Regions from separate parts of the Zea mays genome. Here all the other regions are linked to region 2. The links are chromatin contacts, called in public Hi-C maps. All regions are on one chromosome and are shown on one strand. The core of a region is the stretch at or near the end of the contact, and the rest is flanking DNA. Distances in the headings are between cores, read along the strand shown. Region 1 holds the start of LOC100193653 (aspartate-glutamate racemase family). Region 2 holds the start of LOC100282355. Region 3 holds the start of LOC103635274 (transcription factor IIIB 90 kDa subunit-like).

What was found. A called contact is a pair of places that touch in the nucleus more often than the background predicts.
Region 1: a Hi-C map of tassel shows a contact between it and region 2, with 3 times the contacts expected there. The contact joins the promoter of LOC100193653 here to the promoter of LOC100282355 in region 2. A contact is called at or near these places in 4 of 25 Hi-C or Micro-C datasets (bundle sheath, ear, leaf mesophyll and 1 more).
Region 3: a contact with region 2 is called in a Hi-C map of leaf, with 6 times the contacts expected there. The contact joins the promoter of LOC103635274 here to the promoter of LOC100282355 in region 2. A contact is called at or near these places in 6 of 25 Hi-C or Micro-C datasets (bundle sheath, ear, endosperm and 3 more).

Annotation. Positions count from the first base shown.
Region 1 is chr8:63,382,215-63,385,227 of Zm-B73-REFERENCE-NAM-5.0, forward strand. It overlaps LOC100193653 (aspartate-glutamate racemase family), which reads left to right and starts at 1,414. Exons shown (of 3, transcript NM_001138747.1): 1 at 1,414-1,598; 2 at 1,712-2,399; 3 at 2,971-3,013. The coding sequence starts at 1,576.
Region 2 is chr8:63,727,006-63,730,330 of Zm-B73-REFERENCE-NAM-5.0, forward strand. It overlaps LOC100282355, which reads left to right and starts at 1,812. Exons shown (of 3, transcript NM_001371853.1): 1 at 1,812-1,937; 2 at 2,187-2,414; 3 at 2,514-3,023. The coding sequence starts at 1,935. The coding sequence ends at 2,900.
Region 3 is chr8:64,035,766-64,038,755 of Zm-B73-REFERENCE-NAM-5.0, forward strand. It overlaps LOC103635274 (transcription factor IIIB 90 kDa subunit-like), which reads left to right and starts at 1,572. Exons shown (of 20, transcript NM_001346889.1): 1 at 1,572-2,018; 2 at 2,490-2,606; 3 at 2,796-2,877; 4 at 2,967-2,990. The coding sequence starts at 2,542.

The DNA of each region.
Region 1 (3,013 bases), core at 164-2,663, 350 kb before region 2:
TAGTTACTATTAATTATGTCATTACAAACTATCTATGTGGCTATTTCAGATTTGGTATTGTGCTGTTTTAAATTTTGTGACTTGCTATTGTTCCTTTAGAAACTACTTTGTGGCTATTTCAGATCCACTATTGTGCTATTGTGAATTTGTGATGATTTCTAGTTTATGAGCTGTAACTGTAACAGCTGTTTGGTACTTTGGTTGTTTGGTATTTTGTAAAAGGCTAACAGCTGTTTGTAACAGCTACTAAGGCGTCGCCTAGGCACCCGCCTAAGTCGCCTAGGCGGTCAGGCGGTGGCTGGGCGCCTAGTTCCGCCTAGCCGCCTTTTAAACCATGATTTACAGTTCACAAAGGCCACCTCTGTAATGTTTACCAAAAACAGCTAGACCTTGTTTCCCCCCAATAATTCTGATGTTTAAAAAAAAGATCCAGTGCCGAAGGCTTCTACATGAGTGGAGTCTAGAAAAGAGATAAATTGGCAAGCTTTCCTCTGTACGTGGAGATACTGTTTCGAACCTACGCCATGGTGACTCATTGAGGTTGAAAAGTTCTACTGTTTAGGCAGGTTTCAGTTTTACGTTGTGTCCAATAAAATTGTAGTATATTTTCTTACAAGGGTGGAAAGTTGTAATTTACTGACAAATTCTGAGTTAGTTATTATTCTTTTGTGTTTGGATTTTCATTTTGAGGTGATGGTATCTGGAGTTATGAAAGAAATTGTTCAGAACTGCCAGCTGATAAACATCAATCATACAGATTGAAACGAGCAAACGAGGACACATGCAGTGGTTACACCTTTTCCCAATTTACAAGGTGTTCCGTCATTTGCAGCAATATTGCTGACCTAGGCTCCTAGCATTTTGTGCTGTTGTACGCATATGCAGCTGCAAGTGGCCCCTGTTGCCCTGTCTCTTGCTCTCTATTGGTGTCTGGCAGGGGCAGATGATTACACCACATGTGGGGAGATGAGATGAGCCCCACTATCATGTGAGTATTGACCCTTGGAGTCGTCTATATCTTGTAGGCTTCCTTTCTTGCCTTTTTGCCGACGGAAAACTGGAGCGATGATTTTTTTTACTACCCTTTTTAACAGCTGAAAAGTCTGATGGTGAATCTTTAGAAGCCAGCAATGCCAGGGGAGATGGAAGTTGATGTTTGCTGTGTGCTGAAGAGATAACCTTCTTTGGTTGAGACGTGAGGCAGTTTCCAAGTAACCAGTCACAATCTTCCACGTCGCCTCCCTCTTGGTTAGAACCCTCCTTATAATACATAAAAACAGACACCTTCTTCATTCCAGTTCAATAATTGAGGTTCCACTCTGTCTGTTCCCTCCTTCCTGCTGTTACAATGATTGTTACTATTAGCCAGTCTGAGTAATACATGTGCATTTGGTATTGTCCTTGTTTACTAGTAGCTAATAGCTGTTAAGATCTAAAACCAGCCATCCGTCTTCTGGGAAGAAGAGGTATAGTCTCCCGATCCTAGTTCTGCCTCTCCAGTTGCATCCTTCGTCACTCACTCTCCCTACATCCTGTCACGAGACTGGTGTTCAGACCTGAGAGACCTTTACTCCCATGGTTCAGATGTCTTTGCAGAGGTCCGTTTCTGTATGCTACTTCTTGGAATCCAGCTTTGTGTTTACTGGTGCTTAGTGTCTGTGATCTAGAATGCCGCAGCTTTTACACAGTGATTCAAAACCTGTTCTTGCAGGAGCATAGCCGTATATCCTCGTTGCTCCTTATCTGATTCGTTCCATCGTGTGGGTGGTTCACGAAGAAGATGGGCCTCTTGTAGGTCCCAGTCATCACGTTTTGCTTATAATGCAAGACCATCCCCAATTGTTCTCAAGACCGACCATGCAATTGATCCCCCTGAACCAAAGGATTTGGATGCAAGTTCCTCAGCTTCAAGAAGTGGACCTTACATTGGGACTTGCCATCCATCAGGCGCAGTCGGAGTGATGGGTGCGTCTTCCTCTTCCTGCCTCAGATTTTTAGAGAAATTTGTGAGTTGGAGCACTGGAGGTGGAGAAGAGGCACCTCCGTTCATCATCTGCAATGACCCGCTTGTCAAGAAAGAGCTGTTGCCATCTGGAACCCAATCCACTTCTGGCTGCAGTGCCAGTATTGCTCTTGGGAAGTTAAGGCAGAAGAGGCTCTTCTTGGAGCAATCTGGAGCATGCTGTATTGTTATGCCATGCCAGTTCTTACATGCCTGGCATGATGAGATTTCGCAGGGTTGCTCGGTTCCGTTCATCCATGTTGGTGATTGCGTTGTGAAGGAACTCAAAGCTGCTAACTTGAAACCTGTTGAGTATGGAAGTAATGTCCGTGTGGGAGTTCTCTTCACTGACAATAAATTGGCTACAAACTGTTACCTAGACAAGTTGGAGAGCCAGGTAAACATCTTCTTTTTCATCAATTACCATATGCTTATTGATAATATGATATCTCCCTTTTTGAACGAAATGATAGCTCCACTTCAATGTAAGTAAAGAGGTGTTATGTTGGCTGTCGATATAAGTTAGGCTGATCCCTTTGTCTAAAAGAAAAACGTTATTTGTGCTATGTATTTTTTATTTATATATCTGGAAAAACAGACTAGCAGGATGTTGAATGACAATTACCACATCACTGCATATGTATTTTCTACAAATTAGACAGCTCAGCTCCTACGTCAGTGATGGGTGGTCAGATTTTTCCCAGTCACTTTTTATGATACCTCCCTTTGTCTGAAAGCTCAGTCCCAAAAAGATCGATAACAGCAGCTCTGCTGGACCACTGTAATTTGTAGGTTGTCCATTCCTGGTTTGCCAGTCCAATGATAAGTTGTTCAAAATGACATTTGTTTCGTTCTTGTGAGATGGCTTGGAAAAGTATTGGATTTGATATTTCCCTTGGGGAATAATATTCTTCAGCCATCCAATTTCATATGGTTTAAACTGTTCCTTTTTTAAATTTGCTGGTTAGGGTTTTGAGGTGCTATGTCCAGATAAGGCTTCCATGGAGCGTA
Region 2 (3,325 bases), core at 562-3,061:
ACATCACGCGACAGCACACGGCGGCTCTCGTCGGACAGGCAGGCAGGCGTCATCAGTGGCGCAGGTTGCCGAGGAGGAGCGCGACGGCCGGGCAGAGGGCGGCGGCCAAGAGCGACGAGGAGACGGCCGCGGCGCCGGAGGCCGGGCTCGGCGCGGGGGCCTCGGCGGCGAGGGCGGCGCCGGCGAAGGAGGACACGGCGACGGCCACGACGACGACGGCGGCGCGCAGTATCTTGGAGGAGGCCATGACGGGGGTTTGCCTGTGCTGGCTTTTGAGCTGCGGTGAGCCGTGAGCTCGAGCTCGTAGGGAAATTGCGAATGAGAGTGAGTGAGGTCGGAGGCGGTGAGAGCGCGTGTTTATAGGCGAGCGGCGGAGGGTTGGGGCCTCACGTTCACAGTCTGGCCTATTCGCTACGTATTTCCCATCGGCCAGCTCATAATTTAGTGCCACCCCATAATTAGCTTAAAGCTAGGAGACTGCTGGTCCTCAGTGACATATATAGAACCAATCTACAATTAGCAGATTTCTGATTTTTCATAATCCAGATTTGGGGGACTTGCTTCTTTACCGTTTTTCTTTTTAATAATTGGCAGCCAATGCGACTATGCAAGAAACAAAGTGAAAGTGCAGGATGCTCTGCACAACAGGCAGCAGTACACCTCATCTGAGAACTACAGATTAGCTGCTGATGATACCGATGTATTCCAGCAAAGCACAGATCAGCAGGGTTCTATTCTAGGCTGCAGCAGTACAGTCTGGCTCGATGAAACAAACCACTGCATGCACATCGATATACCCGACGGCCCAAGGGGATATGGCTGACAGTTTTGCTTATTTGGAAAAGTCCAGTCTGCTCAACGATGAAAGGGCACAGACAGCACGGTGTCACAAAGACGGTTAGATAGAGACGGCACGGTCGCTTTGCAGTCACACACACACATACAGGTATTTACTTGAAGCCACAGGCACCATAATTACCGCAAGTGCACCTGAAGCTTCAGAAAACGACAGCCACCTATCATCTGCCAATTCGTTGGCTTTGGCTGTGTGTATTATTGGCTTCTTCTGGACTTTGCGCACGCTGTCAGCTAAGATTCTCCTTAGCTGTGTGTTGTTCAGTGGCAACCGAAACCAACTGGACCTGGCTCCCTCCCGGTGATGATTGTTGGACACATCACACATATGTCCCTGTGGGCTGTGTGGTGGACATTTCAGTGTTTCGTGCATGCAAGTTTGGCTGGCTGGATGTGCTTAAAAAGAAAGAACGACGGGCAGGATGAGTTGTTCGCTCTCGCCAATGATGCTATCAGCTCAATGGCGTATTGTTCTCCAGTTCCATGATCGTCCACCAGACCTTTCATGCCCGTCCCTTTACTGACAAAGCATAGCTAGCTTGACTGGGAGAGAAAAAATGTTCTTGAGTCACCATCGTTTTCTGTTTTTCGAGTCACCATCTGATGTAAGTAAAGGTACCAAGACCTTGTGAGCTTGGAGTCTAAGGGAGCACTGCGACCGTTGTTAGATCTTCCATTTTTCTTGAAGGTAAGGTAACTTCAACTCATAGACAGTTTACTCAATCTAATTACATAGAAAAAAAATTCCAGGGACATTGCTGCTAAAACCGAACCGAGGATTATCCACAGTTTCAAAGATTATCCTACGAAACTTCCAGATCAAGAACAGAGCGCTCTTTGTGCAATATGCTTATCGTTCCAGAAAAGCAGTGTACTCATCCCCTAGCCCCCCTCCTTAGGGCATCTAATTCTTTTGTCCCCAGCTATCCGTCCCATCCTGCTGCACCTTTTGTTTTGCTGGGCAATTTCTTCAGTACCTCTTGTCTATCTATTAAGCACCCTTGCTCTTCAAGGAACTTTGGCTGCAAAACCTAACCACTTGTGCATTCTCTCAAGACCCCCCTGGAAGGGAAGGAAACATGGTGCACACATGGACTTCACTAGTGTTCTGTTCGTTTGCTTTTTGTTCCTGCGCGCCGTTAGGAATTTCGCGTCTTTCTCGCATGCCTCTCTGTTCAGACATAAACTGCTGAAACTTTTTTTCTTTCGTTCTTTCATTGGTTTGAAAAGAGAGGAACTAACTAGGGCGTGTGGTTGAAAGCATACAGGATTTCCGAAATGGGGAATGTCTGAATTTAAAAAAAAACTGCATGTCTTTTTTTTTGGGGCAGCAGCAATCGCAGAGGAAGATGGTGGTGTCGAAGAAGAAGCTGATCAAGGTCGGCCCATGGGGCGGCGCCGGGGGACACCCGTGGGACGACGGCGGCTACTCCGGGATCCGCAGCATCACCATGTCCTACGACCGGTTCATGGAGTCCATCAGCGTGGAGTACGACAGGGACGGCATGCCCGTCACTGGGGAGCGGCACGGAGGAGCCGCCGCCAGCCACACGACCCAGGCACGTCCGCCGCCAAACCAATCACCCCCGTCAGTCACGATCAGTGACACGGCTCCTTCCGCTGGGTGGTTTCTGAACCGTGCGCGCGTACGTACACAGATCAAGCTGGGCTACCCGGACGAGTACCTGACAACGGTGAGCGGGCACTACGCGCCGATCGCGCCCGGCGGCTCGCCGGTCATCCGCTCGCTGGCGTTCCGGACCAACCAGGGGGCGTACGGGCCGTTCGGCGTGGCGGAGGGCACGCCCTTCGAGTTCCCGGTGGACGGCGGCGTCATCGTCGGCTTCTGCGGGAGGAGCGGGTGGCAGCTCGACGCCGTCGGCCTCTACGTCGCGCCGCTGCGCCCGGAGACCGTGTACGACAGGGTGCACAAGCTTGGCCTCACGGCTTACCGCGCAGTTTGGCAGCGGATCGGGTCCCAGCAGCAGCAGCAAGAACCGGTGAAACTGCTGAACGGCAACGCGCAGATTACTCACAAGATGTAACCAACTGCCAGGATGCCAACCATGACTATCTATATTCTGCAGTCCGAATGTATCCAGCTAGCGTATGGATCTAATGTACCTGTACCTCATCCTGATTTGAACACTTCAGCGTATGAATCTAAACATGCAGCAAACAGTCCTGCGACGGGACTTGGCTGCTGGCCACGTCTAACAGCAATAGTTGGTATTTTCATTCCTAAGCCACAATGGGCCTGTCGGTTGTCTCCATTTTTAAATAAATTAAATTTATTTAATACACAAATTTCATGTTAATCTGTCATTAGAAAAGACTAATGGTTGCACCGAGGCTGTCTTTAACAAAACGGCCAATTCCTTCATATGTCGGGATAAATTTATTTAATAGACACTAATTACATGTTAATCTCATTAGAAAAGACGGTTGCACCGACAGAGGCTGGCCTTAG
Region 3 (2,990 bases), core at 322-2,821, 310 kb after region 2:
GGGGTGCACTTCGTTTGGCAGCCCAACCAAGAGTCATCAGTACTCGTCATGTCGCGTGCGTTCGACGACTATTATATCGAGGATTGTGGCGTCATCTTGGCGCCGAAGGTGACATAGAGGAGGATCGACAACAGTGACCAGTTCGTCATCCTCGCCACCGTCAGGGTAGCTTTTGTGCCGGCCTGCCTTTAATTTTCTTCACAAACACATACACACTTACCTTTTTGTTTAAGCAAGAGCCTAGGGTGGTGCGTGTCTGATGACTAACGATGTATGAGAGAATTTTTCCGGCATGTGTGGAACGTGCTCGTGCTCTCCAATGATGAGACCATATAAATCGTGGCATATATCGAAGTCTGCATGATACTGATGGTTGCAATGTGGTGGTGAAATAACTAGATTAAAATAACAAAATTTATGTATGACTAGGATCACAAATTGATTATAAAACATTTTCTCATAACAATATAACACAGATTTTGTATATAAGTTATCGTAGTATATTGATATTATATATTACCGTTGCAACGCACGGGCATCCAGCTATTATATATATATAACATCATTCTAATATTTGCTTCTCGTGTAGCTCGACAAGCTGGAGATGGCATTTGAGAAGGTGAGACAGATGCTACACACGTCTAATCACAAACAAAACGCACAACCCAAAAGTCATAGAGAGGGTCCAAAACATCAAGCCGGGAATGAACCGGATTCCCCCAAAATACAATAGTGTTTATCGTTGCAGCAAGATGTGAGAAAATAGAGAAATAAATAGATCCCCACTGCCAACTAAACCCTAAGGAAAAATTCGCCGACTGCCATCAAATTTTATACTCATTCCTTAGCAGTCATCAAATTTTATACTCATTCCTTACATGCCACTGAGTGGTATATATATAACTTTTTTGTGTGTATTATATGTAGGGCCAGTGGCACACAAGTAATGAGTACATTTTTTGATGGCATACATGGAATTGCTCCTAAACCCAACACAAAGTTGTCCACAGGATGTGCATACCTCAAAATATGCAGTCGCCGCGAGATGGATTCATGTCGGTGTCGTCCAGGAAGATTCCGGCGGATAATCACCACTTCTAGACGACATTGACGAGGCTGGACGTTTGGTGGAGAGATTCGACATCTTGCCAGCGAATGTTTTGTGCCTTGAAATCGAGGGAGTGGAGAGGAACGACGGAGACATGATCGTGAAATCAAGGGGGGTGAAGAGGACCTGCGGAGGCATGAAGGAAATGTCTGGCATGGGGACGGAGAAAACCAGTGGATTGGGAGCTCACATCGCCTGTGAATGTTTTGTGCCGTGGATGGGTCTTTCTTCGCGTGCGTGAAGAAACGGAGAACAATTTGGTAACTGTTGGACGGTAGTTTTTCTTCCCCCCCTAAAATATACATTGGGACCATAGTTTTTAGGAGGTATTGGAGTTGCAATAAGAGAAGGCTGTTTTGATCCTATCTCAGCGAAGCCTCCTGATCTGGTTCTGTTCGGGCGAAGCCTAACCTTAGGGAGCCTATAATCGCAAATTTCTCGTTCACGCGTACGTGCGGGTGTGGGAGGTTGGACAGGAGACGTTTTTTTTTCCACCGTCGCCGCCGCCCCTGCTTGCCGCTGCGCGCCCCCGCCTCCTACGCAGGTCGTCTGCTCCGAAGCCGGTGGCCGAAGCTCGCGTCGCCCTCTCCCTCACCGGATTCATCGTCCGAGCCCTCGCTAGAGCTCGTGACCTCGCCGTCGCCGGAGCCCTCACTCTCACTGGATTCGTGTCCTCGCCGGAGCTCGCGCTAACCTGCTCGACCACACCTCGCCGCCCGCGGCCATCTCACACCCACTCCGCGCGACCGCGGTCCTCTCCTCACCTATCGGTCGTTCCTGCCCTCGCGAGGAAGACGACGCCTCAAGCTATCCTCCCTCCCTCTCGATCTGATCCGGAGTGGCTCACGTTTTCCTATTCCTCGCCAGCGGCAGAGGCGGCAACCCTCGATCCGTGTCAATCCTCTATTAGGTACGTCACCCGTTTCGTGGAACCGACCAACCCAAGCTATATTGCATCAGGAACTGACCCGGTGGCTAGTATTGGTAGTATATTCATGTTTTTAGACCTTTTGAATTAAGTGGAGAAACGGTTTTATGTACAAAGACGCTGAGGCTAACTTCGATTTTTGGCAAAGAATTATGGCACCGATGTCCTATATTTAGCCCGTTACTGAGAATTTGAGGGCACAGGTTTCTACTAGGAAGGAAGGAGTGGAGCGAGTAAAAAAAAAAAAGAAAACATTTTGCAATGTCTGTTTGGTCTTCTTGCATGTAAAAATGTTGAATTGGGAAATTGGAGGTGAAAATGGCTACCAAAAATCTTTGTTTTGGGGAATATGGTTCCAAAAGTCTCTTTTTTATCAAGTCTGCATATATTTCGTAAACGAATACGATGGATGTTTTATATAGGCTTGGAACTGAACAGAAAATCTACTCAAAGTTTCACAGATTGGTATGAGCTGATCACCCCTGGTTGTGTAGTTCCTTCTGCAATGATTTACTGCACTCACTGTGCTGATTACTGCCCCTCCATAAAGGACCCTGACAAAGGATACATGTGAGACCTCCCTGTTCTTTCTATATTATTCTAATGGAATACTTTGCAAAACCAGTCAGTAGGATTGTTATGAAGATGGGCTATTTACAACTCTGTTAATGGTTGTCCATCAGATTCTCATAAAGCAACTGAAGCTCTTGAGCTTATTTATTGATATGAAAACTGACATGTTTGATGAATGATGATCAGATGTTGTGGTACATGTGGGAAGGTTCTTGATCAGGAGGTATACACTGATGAGCCTACTTTTGTTAAGGATAACACAGGACAGGTTGGTTTTATTTACATGCTTTGTAATCCTTGGATTTATCCTTTTCTTTTACCAATTTCTGAGATTTGGTATAATTTGGGGCTACACAGAGTCGCTTAGCTGGAAGTATTCTT